Regions from separate parts of the Ovis canadensis genome. Here region 1 is linked to region 2. A link is a contact called in public Hi-C data. All regions are on one chromosome and are shown on one strand. The core of a region is the stretch at or near the end of the contact, and the rest is flanking DNA. Distances in the headings are between cores, read along the strand shown.

Evidence for each region. A called contact is a pair of places that touch in the nucleus more often than the background predicts.
Region 1: a Hi-C map of fibroblasts shows a contact between it and region 2, with 1.8 times the contacts expected there. The contact joins the enhancer-like site here to the promoter of GGTA1 in region 2. A contact is called at or near these places in 2 of 2 Hi-C or Micro-C datasets (fibroblasts and lung).

What each region holds. Positions count from the first base shown.
Region 1 is chr3:14,441,701-14,447,212 of ARS-UI_OviCan_v2, forward strand. GGTA1 (glycoprotein alpha-galactosyltransferase 1 (inactive)) reads left to right here. Exons shown (of 8, transcript XM_069580134.1): 7 at 2,422-2,559. Among named protein-coding and RNA genes, the nearest start is that of GGTA1, 66 kb to the left of the region's middle. Within about 2 kb of position 4,206, the one cell type or tissue checked has open chromatin away from gene starts, as enhancers often do. A contact at or near this core is called in fibroblasts, where this site is marked.
Region 2 is chr3:14,376,907-14,382,932 of ARS-UI_OviCan_v2, forward strand. GGTA1 (glycoprotein alpha-galactosyltransferase 1 (inactive)) reads left to right here and starts at 1,629. Exons shown (of 8, transcript XM_069580134.1): 1 at 1,629-3,024. The coding sequence starts at 2,652. LOC138435448 (a long non-coding RNA gene) reads right to left here and starts at 3,017. Exons shown (of 3, transcript XR_011255108.1): 1 at 2,596-3,017; 2 at 997-1,155; 3 at 526-853.

The sequences.
Region 1 (5,512 bases), core at 2,956-5,455, 67 kb after region 2:
TGTGAAATGAGGGTGGTGACAGCACCCTCTCTAGAAGGTAGTTTTGAGTATTCAGTGAAAGAATGAAAGCCAAGGATTGAGCCCCGATGCCTGGAAGCATTAAATAAGAATACCATCCTTTCCTCCTTTTCCTCCTCCCCTTTCTCTTCTCTGTCTTAAAAATATTACCTTCTCACCAAATGTTCAGCTCACATGCAGCTCCATGGCTTAGCTAATGGGTTGGGTCAGAACGGCTAAGAGATCCCTGACAGGCTTCACTAAGGACGGCAATGGGGTTTGCATTCAGAAATAGTGGTTATAGAATGATAAGCCCGTGTTTGTGTGTGTGTGTGGTTTTTCTGGTTTGAAACCTGGTCATTTAACAAAGCTGGGGGTTTTATGTGACTAAAAGCATCCCATAAGCTTTTAAAAACAAAATACAAAAGCTCATTTCTCATCTGTACTGATAAAAATGCTGAAGTATCTAAGTTGAGTGGAAATGATGAGAACCCTGGTTTTTAACCCCAGTTCGTTAGCCTAGCAAGCAAATAAATGGGCAGTAGATGCAGTGGTTCGGAGCATGGACTTACCGAGTCAGACTATCTGGGTTCGGATTCCAGCTTGGCTCCTTAGCTGCTTTGTGACCTCCAACAAGTCATTTAACTGTTCTGAGCTGCAGTTTCCGCTTTGATAAAACGGGAATCAAAATAGCAGCTTCCTCTGAAGGGTGAAGCCCTGGGTACTATGGCTTGTTCCAGGGTACATTAGTTACACCCCCATTAGCTGTTTGGCCTTGGACAAGTCAACAAGCTTTTCTGAGCCTTGGTTTTCTTATCTGTACAAAGAACATAATACATGACAGGGCTTTTGCAAGGACTACCTGAGAAAGTGTGTGTGTGTGTGAAAGTGTCTCATGCAGGCCGGTGCAGATCCCAAAATAGCTGCTTTCACAATTGAGGGGAAACCGGGAGCAGCTGTTCAGGGCCGCCACGCCGCTGGCACACCCGGGGGGTGCAGGTAGAGCTGGGCTGTGGGGTTTGAGATGAGACCCGGAGGGGAGGGCCGGCCCGGCACTGTCCCTCCCCATCTCTGGAGGAGACTCCTGTGTGTGGAGGAGGGAAGGAGGCCTGCCGCGGGGCACTGGGAGTGGGTGGGAGGGCCTGGTTGGTTCTAGAACAGGAGGACCGCAGAGCTTGGTGGAGGAAGGACAGGAGGTGTGGACGAGTGTCTCTTGGGGGCTGGGGTGAGGAGGAGGTGACCTGGCCTTGCCCAGCCCCCCTGGAAAAACTTAGCTTCACCCCTGGCAGAGGGGCAGTGTTGTGAAAACCCACTCTCCACCCATGTGTGAGGGAGAGAGGAAGTTCTCAGTGGGCTGATCTATTTGCCAATATCTCTTTGATAGCCTCACCAAGGCCACTTGCACACAGCAGGGGCCCGATGGGGCCACCAAGACTTTGCCCCAGTCACTGGGCCTCTCCCCGCAGTGGCTGAAGTGCAGGCACATGGCGGGGCCCTTGTGTGACAGGGGTTGCTCTAAATGACTGTGCTTCAGTCTCCACTTCCCGCCAGGGAAGGGCAGTCTCTTGCAAACCCAAATGGGGTTGGAGCTGAGTCCCCACCCCATTCCCGCCTTAGCCTGGGCCCCAGCCGCTGCTCAGCCTTTCTGCATTTACTCTTTATAGTTGGTTGGTTTGTCTTCGCTCTTACATTGCTTCCTGTGTTTGTATTGGCTCTGCCAAGTCCCTTTCAAGTGTGCTGAGTGCACAGAACACCCCCCTCCCCCACCCCCGGCTTTGTAAGGAGGAAACGTGATCTGAGAGAGGTGACAGCCAGGGTCCCTGTGTTTCATCCCTGGCTACTGTGAGCCTGCAGGATCCTTTCTTAGTGACTGTCTGCTCCTTGTATGTCAAATGAACAATAACACCAGAAACCCCTTAGTCCTATACCCAGGTTACAACCAAAAATTCCTTTCTGGCAAAAGGCAGATTGAAACAGCTTCTTCCTCTTTCAGCTCTAATGTCACTGTCTTGTCCCCCTGCGTCAAGCATCAGGGCTTTCTCTGGGTCAGATGGCACCCATTGGGATAAATAAGGTCTAAAGATGCCGCTGGCAGCTTAGGAAGGGGCTGGGGAGATGGGAGTGGGATATTGAAGGAAGATGAGGATAGGGGAGGCAGGAAAGGGGGACAGAGGGCATGAGCTATACAGGTAAGACCCCCCTAGGGCCCCCGCTAAAGCAGCCCCCAGGCACCTGGGCCACCGTCTCCTGTTCCTCACCCAGAAGATGCCGCAGATGTCTCACTGCCAGCTGACTGTTGGGGTTAAACTCCCATTAGGATTCAAGGATGGTTACCACCAGCCACGGCTGAGCCGTTTTCCATCAGATGTCTCCGTCCCACCTTAGCAAGGCAATCCTGACTCATGGACTCTGTTTTGTCACCAGTAAACGCCCCGAGGTTGTGACTATGACAGACTGGAAGGCACCCGTGGTGTGGGAAGGCACTTACAACCGAGCCGTCTTAGACGATTACTACGCCAAGCAGAAAATTACCGTCGGCCTGACGGTTTTCGCCGTCGGAAGGTAGGTGTCGCTAATAAAAATAACCTTGACTTTTCCTTTGTCCCACTGTCAGAAGGTTGGTGAGGGGCTCCCTGGGCTCATGGAGGCTGTTCCTGGATGTGTCTGAATCATTAGACAGGAGAATGGAGCAATAGGACTGTTTCAGGCTCCTTTTAGCTGAGGCCCCAAGAGCCTGAGAACAAGACAGTGGATGGGAGTGGACAGCTTCCCACCTGAGCGAGGCCTCGGTTGCAGGTTAGAGTGTCTGCCACACTCACTGGGCCTGGAGTTTCCAGCACACCCAGCGCCGCCTCCACTCTGACCTCCACGGCCCTCTCTGGGAATTCCAAAAATGCCAGCTATTAGACAGCCCGAACGTGTGTCATTGTTTCTCCCACACACTCAAGACCCCAACTGAGAACTAAGGACCGAAGTGACTAAGCGCGGAGCTTCCCCACGTCAGCCTGGCTGACCACTCTCCCCGGGCTTCCGCAGCTGCCTCTGCCCTTCTCCTCCTAGAGGCTTTGGCCCCCGGAGATCTGGCCAACCAGAACTTCTTCTTCCAGAGGTTGGATGGGTTCCTGTTTCTGCTTCCATTTCCTTGTTTAGAATGACATTTCTCCCCAAACTGCAATCATTCTTACTTAAAAGTCGGAGCTGTGATAATAGTTTAAAATATAACCCATTTTGTTCCTTTGGTGATTTTTTTTTTTTCTTTATCAAAGCGAAAGCAAAGGTTTACTTTTCCTATTAGCCTCCTCCCTGCAACCCCCCTCCACGGGCCTTCCCATCTGTATCTTTTCTGAGCGCCACATGGGAAGTTGACTGCTCGCTTGTACAGAGAGTGGTGAAGGCCCGGGTGGATCTGAGTGAGGATCAAGACCGTCCCCAGCCCAGAGCCCAGAAGCCATCGCCCTCACCCTACTGGTCAAGTCCTGATGTCACCACCTGTGCTGATCCCAGGGGCATCTGTGATGGAGAAGGGTGACTCTGGAATTTTGACATTTTTACTGGAAGAATCTGTACTGTTATGAGTCTGGAGCAGATGCCTAGCTCACCTCATCCTTTGGTATGAGAGGGGATGAGCCAGCCACCCTGTAGACTGATTTACTCCTGATGTTTCCACAAAGAACAGAATGTGGCCTGCGGTTCCACGATGGCTTCACCCTCGTATTCGCAGCTTCACAGAACCAAACAGTAAATTGTACACCCTGAGCTCTCCTCTTGGAGGCCGGAGGGGACTGCTTGTACTCTGCAGCAATAAATCCTCCCAAGAGTGGATCTGGACTTTTAGGAGGTGTGAAGTTTGGTTTGTTTTCAAATAACAGTGCCCGGAGCCAATTGCAATGCTTTCATCTCTAAATAATGTTAAACCTCACAAGGGCCCCCTCCCCTCCCCCTAGGATTGTTTCCCAAGCTTCAGGGCACAATAGATTTTTTTTCAGAGCCATGGCAAAGTCCCTCTTCATATTGCTCAGATATATTCTACTGTAAACCCCGGGGTTTTTCCAGAGACCAATATTAAAACCACAGTTTATTTTTGTAGAAACGAACGGGAATCCAAACTGCAACTAAGGAGCAAAAACAAATGCCAGTTATTATTACTCACAAAATGTCATAACTGGCCGTGAGTGTGATCAGTAAATTAAACTTAGTCCACATCCACTGAGCATGAGTCTGGGGGTGATGCAAGTTGTGTTAAGCCAACTCCCGCTTTCCTTCTCTATCATCCCCATGCTGTCACGTGATAAGTGTGTAGTTTGGCTCACAAAAGACATAAACATGTTTTCGGAATGAATAAGTAAATAGCTAAAATACCACATCTATTAGAAGGACCTAAGTCCAAAACACTGACAACACAAACTGCTGGCAAAAATATGGAGCAAGCAGAACTCTGATTCACTGCTGGCGAGAAGGCAAGATGGTTCAGCTGCTTTGGAAGAAAGCTGAACATATTCTTATCATACAGTCTAGCAATTGCATCCTTGGTATTCACCAAAAAAAGCTGAAACTTTATAGCCACACAGAAACTTACATACAGATGTTTAAACGCAGCTTTAGTCACAGTTTCTAAAACTTGGACATAACTAAGATGTCCTTTAGTAGGTGAATGGATTAATAAACTGTTGTGGCACATCAGGTGGTAGAAAATATTATCAGTGCAAAAAACACAAACTCTATCAAGCCATGGAAGAGATAGAGGAACCTTAAATGCATATTATTAAGTAAAAGAAACCAATCTGAAAAGATTGCCTGCTGTCAGATTCCAACCTCGTAACATTCTGGAAAAGGCAAAACTATGGAGACAGTAAAAAGATCAGTAGTTGCCAAGGGTCGGCAAAGGGGAATGGATAAATGGGCAGAACACAGAATTTTTAGGGCAGTGAAAATACTCTGTATGATATCATACATAGTGAAAAATACTTGTCATTATATATTTGTCGAAACCCATAGAATACACACAACCAAGAGTGAACTTTTTTTAGAAAAGGAAATGAGATAGTTAAAATAAGTTTAAATCAGAGGGTGTTTGCTCTGGTATTTGGATGGGTCTTATAATGGTGGTAGCTGGATAATGTATTGGTGTTTGGGGTAACCACTAGAAAATTCTTAAAGTGAATGTATAATGTGGAAGGATATTCATGTCCCCCATAACCCATTCTCTGGGTCCCAGAGAAGAAGAGAGTGGTGATGCTTAGTCTTAAGGCATCCCCAAAGGACCTAAGAGGCTTGTCACCCTTTCATCTGATAGGGCAGGATAACATTGGAGTGGATGTTGGGGTTTCTGAGAGATGCCTGAGAACTAGCGCCCCCTGATGTTGATCACGGGGTACAACCTTCCAGTTATAAAATGAGCAAGTTCTGGGGATCTGATGTAAAGCATTGTGGTTATTGTTAATAATATTGTTTTCTATACTCATAAAGTTATTCAGATAATAAATCTCAAATCTTCTCCCCAAAACAGAAATGATGA
Region 2 (6,026 bases), core at 379-2,878:
ATCCCTCTGTCAATATTCAGCCTCACACTCATGTGATTCCAAAGCCCTTTCCCCAACATTATCCCATTTTGATTTTGCCCCTACCATGAACTAGTCACCTTATTCCCTTTCAGCATATGACACAAAGTAGTCTCAGACAGGAAGAATGACTCATCTAAGACCTTAAACCTAGAAGTCTTAACCCAAAGCTAATGTGTGTAATCTTGAAGGTGTTTTACAGATCAGCCATTCAGTCAGTAGAACTGCCAGTTAGATTTTGAGAGTTATATGTTTGTGCATACTTGCTCAGTTGCTTTAGTCATGTCTGACTCTTTGTGACCCTATGGACCATAGACCACCAGGTGCCTCTGTTCATGAGATTCTCCAGGGAAGAATACTGGAGTGGGTTGCCATGCCCTCCTCCAAGGGATCTTCCTGACCCTGGAATCAAGCCCGAGTCTCCAAGATTGCAGGCAGATTACTGCTGAGCCACCAAGGAAGAACTAGATAGGCCTTCCCAAAACAAACAAATCCAGATCCAAAGTATTGACTTAAATTATTTTTATTTTATTGTTACTGAAATAGGTATAAACCTAAAATTAACCAGGAAGCTGTCATGCTCACACTCTATAAACCAACCGTAAAACCAAAACAACATTTCTAAGTAGATACAAACGCAACCTCAAAACAAATAAAATCCACAATAACAACATTAAATTAATGTGACTGGTGATGTGTTGCTGAAATCAAACCTTTTGCATTGAGTATAATAGCAGAGGGATGTTTTTACATGTTCTATTTCCTGTGTCCTGGTCTTTTGATTTTGATCACGATGAACTATCATTTGAGCCACTTGAATTACTGTCATAGTTTTCTTAAAAAAAAAAAACAAACTCATTTATTGTCCAGTTTGATGGACTGAACAATTGAAACAATGCATCCTTAGATGCAACAATGAAAACATGGGGAATGATGCACTTAGTATAACATCATTCGTATATTTACTGTGATACTCACCACTAATGAACTATTGCAAGTGAGTTCACCCAAGACAATAATGGAGTGGTTTGTGCTTTTGCAAAGGATGTATTGTGCTGATTGTCATGGAACACCTCCTTCCTGAGCAGCCATGTGGGGTTGATGATTCAATTCTCCCACCCATTTACTCTGCAGGAACTGTAACAAGAGGGAAAGGGTCAGGGCACAACTTTTGAAAGAATGACATAGTCCAAGGATACAACATAAACCGATTAGAACCAAATGGGACCAAAGATGATAACTTAATCCTCAATCAACAAGTGAAATGACACACCCAGAGGTGCCATGGCAGTTCCAAAGCACTGTTAAATGACCAAGGAGTGGGCCCGATGGCCCAAATCCTGGAACTCTCACCCCTTCCCCCAAATAGTTGGAATAATCCCCTCACTTATTAGCATATGAAATTACCCAGCCTATAAAAATGAAACACACCAAATTTCGTGGCCCAGTTTGCCCTCTGCAATGGCCCACACTCTCTGGAGTGTGCTGCTTTCTATATCTGAATAAATCCACTTCTTACCTATGACTTTGTCTCTCACTGAATTCTTTCTGCAATGAGACATCAAGAACCTGAGCTTCATTAGGTCCTGAAACCAGGTACTGGGAGTTTTGGCTGGGTTTGAGTTCCAGCCATGTGGGTTCAAGTCCCAAGCAGGGTTTTGGCTGGGTTTGAGTCCCAATCTGAGGTAAAAGTTTTCAGAATCATCAGGAACCTCCATCCTCCCAGGTTTCCAGAAGTCACTTGGCCTCCTGCAGCCTCTTATACCCTTCACATATTTGATCAGGGCTCTGTTCTTTTCTCATTAGCATGAAACAATTAAAATGATGCATCATACCCAGGCTCTGTGCCATTTTCATGGTGTCAAATTACAGTTTCAACTAGTTAAAATATTTAAGAAGCTAATTTCTTAGCCCCTGAAGTTCAAAGGCAAATGATCCCCACCAAATAAAATTTTGTGTTTTGCAGCAGCAAAATGTATGGTCTGGAGCCCAAGAAGTGAGATAATTGTTGTGGCTACCAGCATAGAACTAAGTCAGCCGGATGTGCCTACATCAACTCACCAGAAGTGAAATGTAGTCACGCTGGGCTCAGAAGCACCAACTTTGAAATAGTTTTTTTTGGGGGGGGGGATTTGTTTTCTAGTTCCGTTCTAAAATAATTCTAGTGGAGAACCACAGGGCCTGTGCAGAATTCTGTTTGAGGAACTCTGGGCCCGAAGACTACTAAGTCTGGGAACAAACCCTGGCAGGGCCGTCGCTAGGTGCCCAGTGACCAGCCCCTCCCATGCGGAGCTCAGGATGTTTGGGGGCTCCAGCGAGAGCGGCTCCGGGCTGCCGGCCTGTCGCTGTCATCTGCACCCTTCCTTCCCCAGGAAACAAACAGTGGATCAGACCTCCCAGGCTCTCCTCTTCCCTCGTGTCTGGCGGGGCGCCAGGGCTTCGGGGCCCCTCCCCGCGGTCCTGGGTGACAGACCCCACCCCACCCTCCGATGCTCCGGGTACCCCCTCCGCCCCCGCCCCGCGGCCACCCCCACCACGCGCAGGCCCAAGAAGGCAAAGAGGCCCAGCCACCCTCACCAGGAATTGTCTTTTCCTTTTTTGCTGGTTTCAGGCTTTTTTCTGCCTGAGTGAAAATGAAACAAACACCCCCCTGCGCCGCCCTGCCACCAGACACACACGCGCACCGGCACTCGTGCACTAGCGCGCGGGGCCTCCCAGCGGCCGTGTCCGGGGCGGGACCCGCTCTGCACAAACACCGCGGGCCGGGCCGAGCTGGGAGCGTGCCGCCCTCTGCCCAGCGCCCGCCGGCTCCCTCGCGCCCCTTCCCGCCGCCCCGGAGGAGCGCCCGGCGGCCGGCAGACGGGAGCGCAGGCGGCACACCCCGCCCCGGCACGCCCCGCGGGGCTCGGGGGGGAGGCAGCGAGCCGACTGTTCCGGCAGCCGAGGACGCCGCCGGGGAGCCGAGGCTCCGGCCAGCCCCCAGCGCGCCCAGCTTCTGCAGATCAGGTGGGTCCCACGAGGCGCCGCCCCAGCCCCCTGAGCCCGCGAGCCCCCGGGGGGGCTGGAGCCGGGTGGGGGCGGCGCGACGAGGGGACGGGCCGCCGCGCCGGCCCTGCCCTGTTGCTGCCCTGCCCGTGTCCCCGCTTTTGTTCTGATCGCTCCCGCGGTGCCCAGCTCTGACCCGGTCTCTGTCCCATCCCGTCCCCGTCGCAGCCTCTGCCCAGCCTTCCGGACTCTGGCCTCTTGAAGGGCTGCGGGCAGGGCTTCCCACAGGGTCCGGGGGTGGTGGAGGCGGGAGAAGGCAGGCTCAGGGGGCGCAGGGCGGGACCACCGAGGAAGTCTCGGAAGGAGGGCGGGCTCTGCCCCATCTACGGGGCAGGAGGAGGAAAGGGGCGCCCTCGCCCTGGACAGGGTGGGAAGAGGATCCCTCCGGGAACGGGGCTCCTGGGAGGGCGAAGGAGGGGGCCAGGAACCCCCCAGAGCCGGGGCGCCGAGAGGGAAAGGTCGGGGAGCTCAGAAAGCCGAGGACCAAGCCCAACACCCAGCACGGGGAAAGTTTCAAACGTAGTAACTTTGGCAGCTACGAGGCCGGAGGCGTCGGGGTGATGGGAGGCGATCGGGGCCCTTCAAGTCTTCAGACCACCACGTTCCCACTCCAAAGGGACACCACCCTGCGTTTGAAAATGGCAGAAAAGCAGCTAAACAGAATGATTGCACAAACTCTTGAAAGGCGTCCAAGAAACAGTAAAGTGGAAAAAAATGTCAGCACGCAAGGAGAGAAAGCAGAGCGACTTGAGATTCCCATTCTTCGCGCGGGCCGGGGAGGGGAGGGGCTTAGACGCGGAGGTTTGTCCGCCAGCGCGCTCCTCTCTGCGGAGGCGAGACCCGAGCCCCTGCGGCGGCGTTGGTGGCTTTGCTTGTCGTTTGCGCTCCTCCTCAGCAGGCCTCGTGGCCTCCTCCGTTTACTTAGAAATGGGTGGGTCTCAAGGGGCCGGAGATGGGGCGGGGAGCATCTGGCCCAGCTGCTTCCTAGCTGGGAAACCCTTTCCCAGGGAGAGCCTCCGTTTCCGAGACCACGAAATAGAGACAGCTGTGAGTGAGGAAATGCCAAGGGCAGAGGGGCTGGGGTGGGTGGGGGGTCGCGTGCTCCTGGGGGAAGGTTGTGGGTGTTCTGTCGTCCTTCAGCACCTCTTGGGCCACACGAAGTTCTTTCTTCCTTCCTGGGAGTCATTTCTGGGTCTTCCTTGCCTTCCTTACCACGTTGAGGGGGGAGGGGGGCAGGTGCAGATTCTTAGTTATTGTTACATGGAACAGGTGCACAATGACTGAACGAGCTAGCGCTGGAGACGTCCCTCGGGTTCATCTGGTTATGGGGATTTCAAACTTTGCCCCTGAGAGGCCTAGAGGCCTGGCTCAAGGGGCACCATGGTGGGGGAGGGGAGCCTGGGCGGCAGGGCGCTGATCTTTCCCTTCCATCTTTCAAACAGAACCAGTTCAGGTCTGTCTTTTCCTCCTCTAGATACTGGGAAACCCTGGAGGCTGTTTTCAGTATCAGATTCTTCAGATCCAGTCTGATCTGGCCCATTTTGGTGTAGCAACTGAGTCTAGAGGTGTGCAAAGTGATTTGGGCAAGACCCACCAGTGGCCAAGCCTTGCCAGGAAACCTGTGTCCTTAGTCATTGGTCAGGAACACCTTTTCCCGGTACTGGTGGCTCTGAGCTTTTAGCATCGGCCCACCCAGACCCTAACACCAGGACCCCCAGGGCCGCCTCTCTACCCTCAGGGGAGAAACAGCCCAGGAGTCTCCTTCGCTAAGCTTTCCAGGCCTTCAGCAAGCCTTTCACATACAGTTTGGTTTCACAGGCTGAGGTCAAAAGAATTAGGTTCTCCAGAAACTAATCAGCACACTGCAGCTTGCTTTGCCCAGCCTAACAGGTGTCAACTGACTTTACCGTTGAGGCAATGTAGGCTGAGAGACCAAGTAACTTGCTGGTGGGCACTCAGTTCCTAAATTGCAGCTGGGATTTGAAAGCAGCTCTGTCTCTAAGGCTTCTGCTCTTTGCATTGCATCATCTCTCAGGATGGCTAGAAACTTATTAATGGGCAATTGTCATGGAGATTGAGGCAAGGGTGTGGGGAGAAAGACTGAAGGGGGACTAGGTTAAGGGAGGGGGCTGACATTTATATAGGTGCATTCATAGCATAAATATACTTGTATTTTAACTGAATGTTTTCTGCCCTGTGCATTTGTGGACACTCAATCACTAAGTCGAATTGGACTCTTTTGCGACCCCATGGACTGCATCCTGCCATGCTCCCCTGTCCATGGGATTCTCCAGGCAAAAATACTGGAATGGGTTGCCATTCCCTCCTCCAGGGGATCTTCCTGACCCAGTGATCCAACTTCTTTCCCGCTGAGCCACCTTTTCTGCCCTGTATATTCTCATTATTTTAGTTTTCATTTTCTAGATACTTTGCAATTATTTTCTTTTGCTAAGTTTTAACTAAAGTATAATTTTCATACAATTAAATTCACAGTTTGTAAGTGCTAGGTTTACCACGTTTTGACAGTTGTTTGTACTCATGTAACCATCACCCAAAATGAGATATGAGATATGAATTACCCAGGGACGGCGGAGCCTGGTGGACTGCTGTCTATGGGGTCGCACAGAGTCGGACATGACTGAAGCGACTTAGCAGCAGCAGCAGCAGCAGCAGCAGCAGCAGCAGCAGCAGCAGCAGCAGGATCCCATTTGTAGTGAATTTTCCTTCCACCCTTCCAAGCAACCAGTTGGTGATTTTCTTCATCACTGATTAATTTTGCCTGCTCTGGAACATCACATAAATGGAATTGTACTGTGTGTCTTTTTCATGTCTGGCTTATTTCATTTGGCACAGTGTTTGTTAGATTCACCCAAGTTATGTATATGATTGGTTTGTTCCTTTTTAACGCTGAATAGTATTCCATTTTATGGATATACCATCGTTGCATATTTATTCTCCTGTTG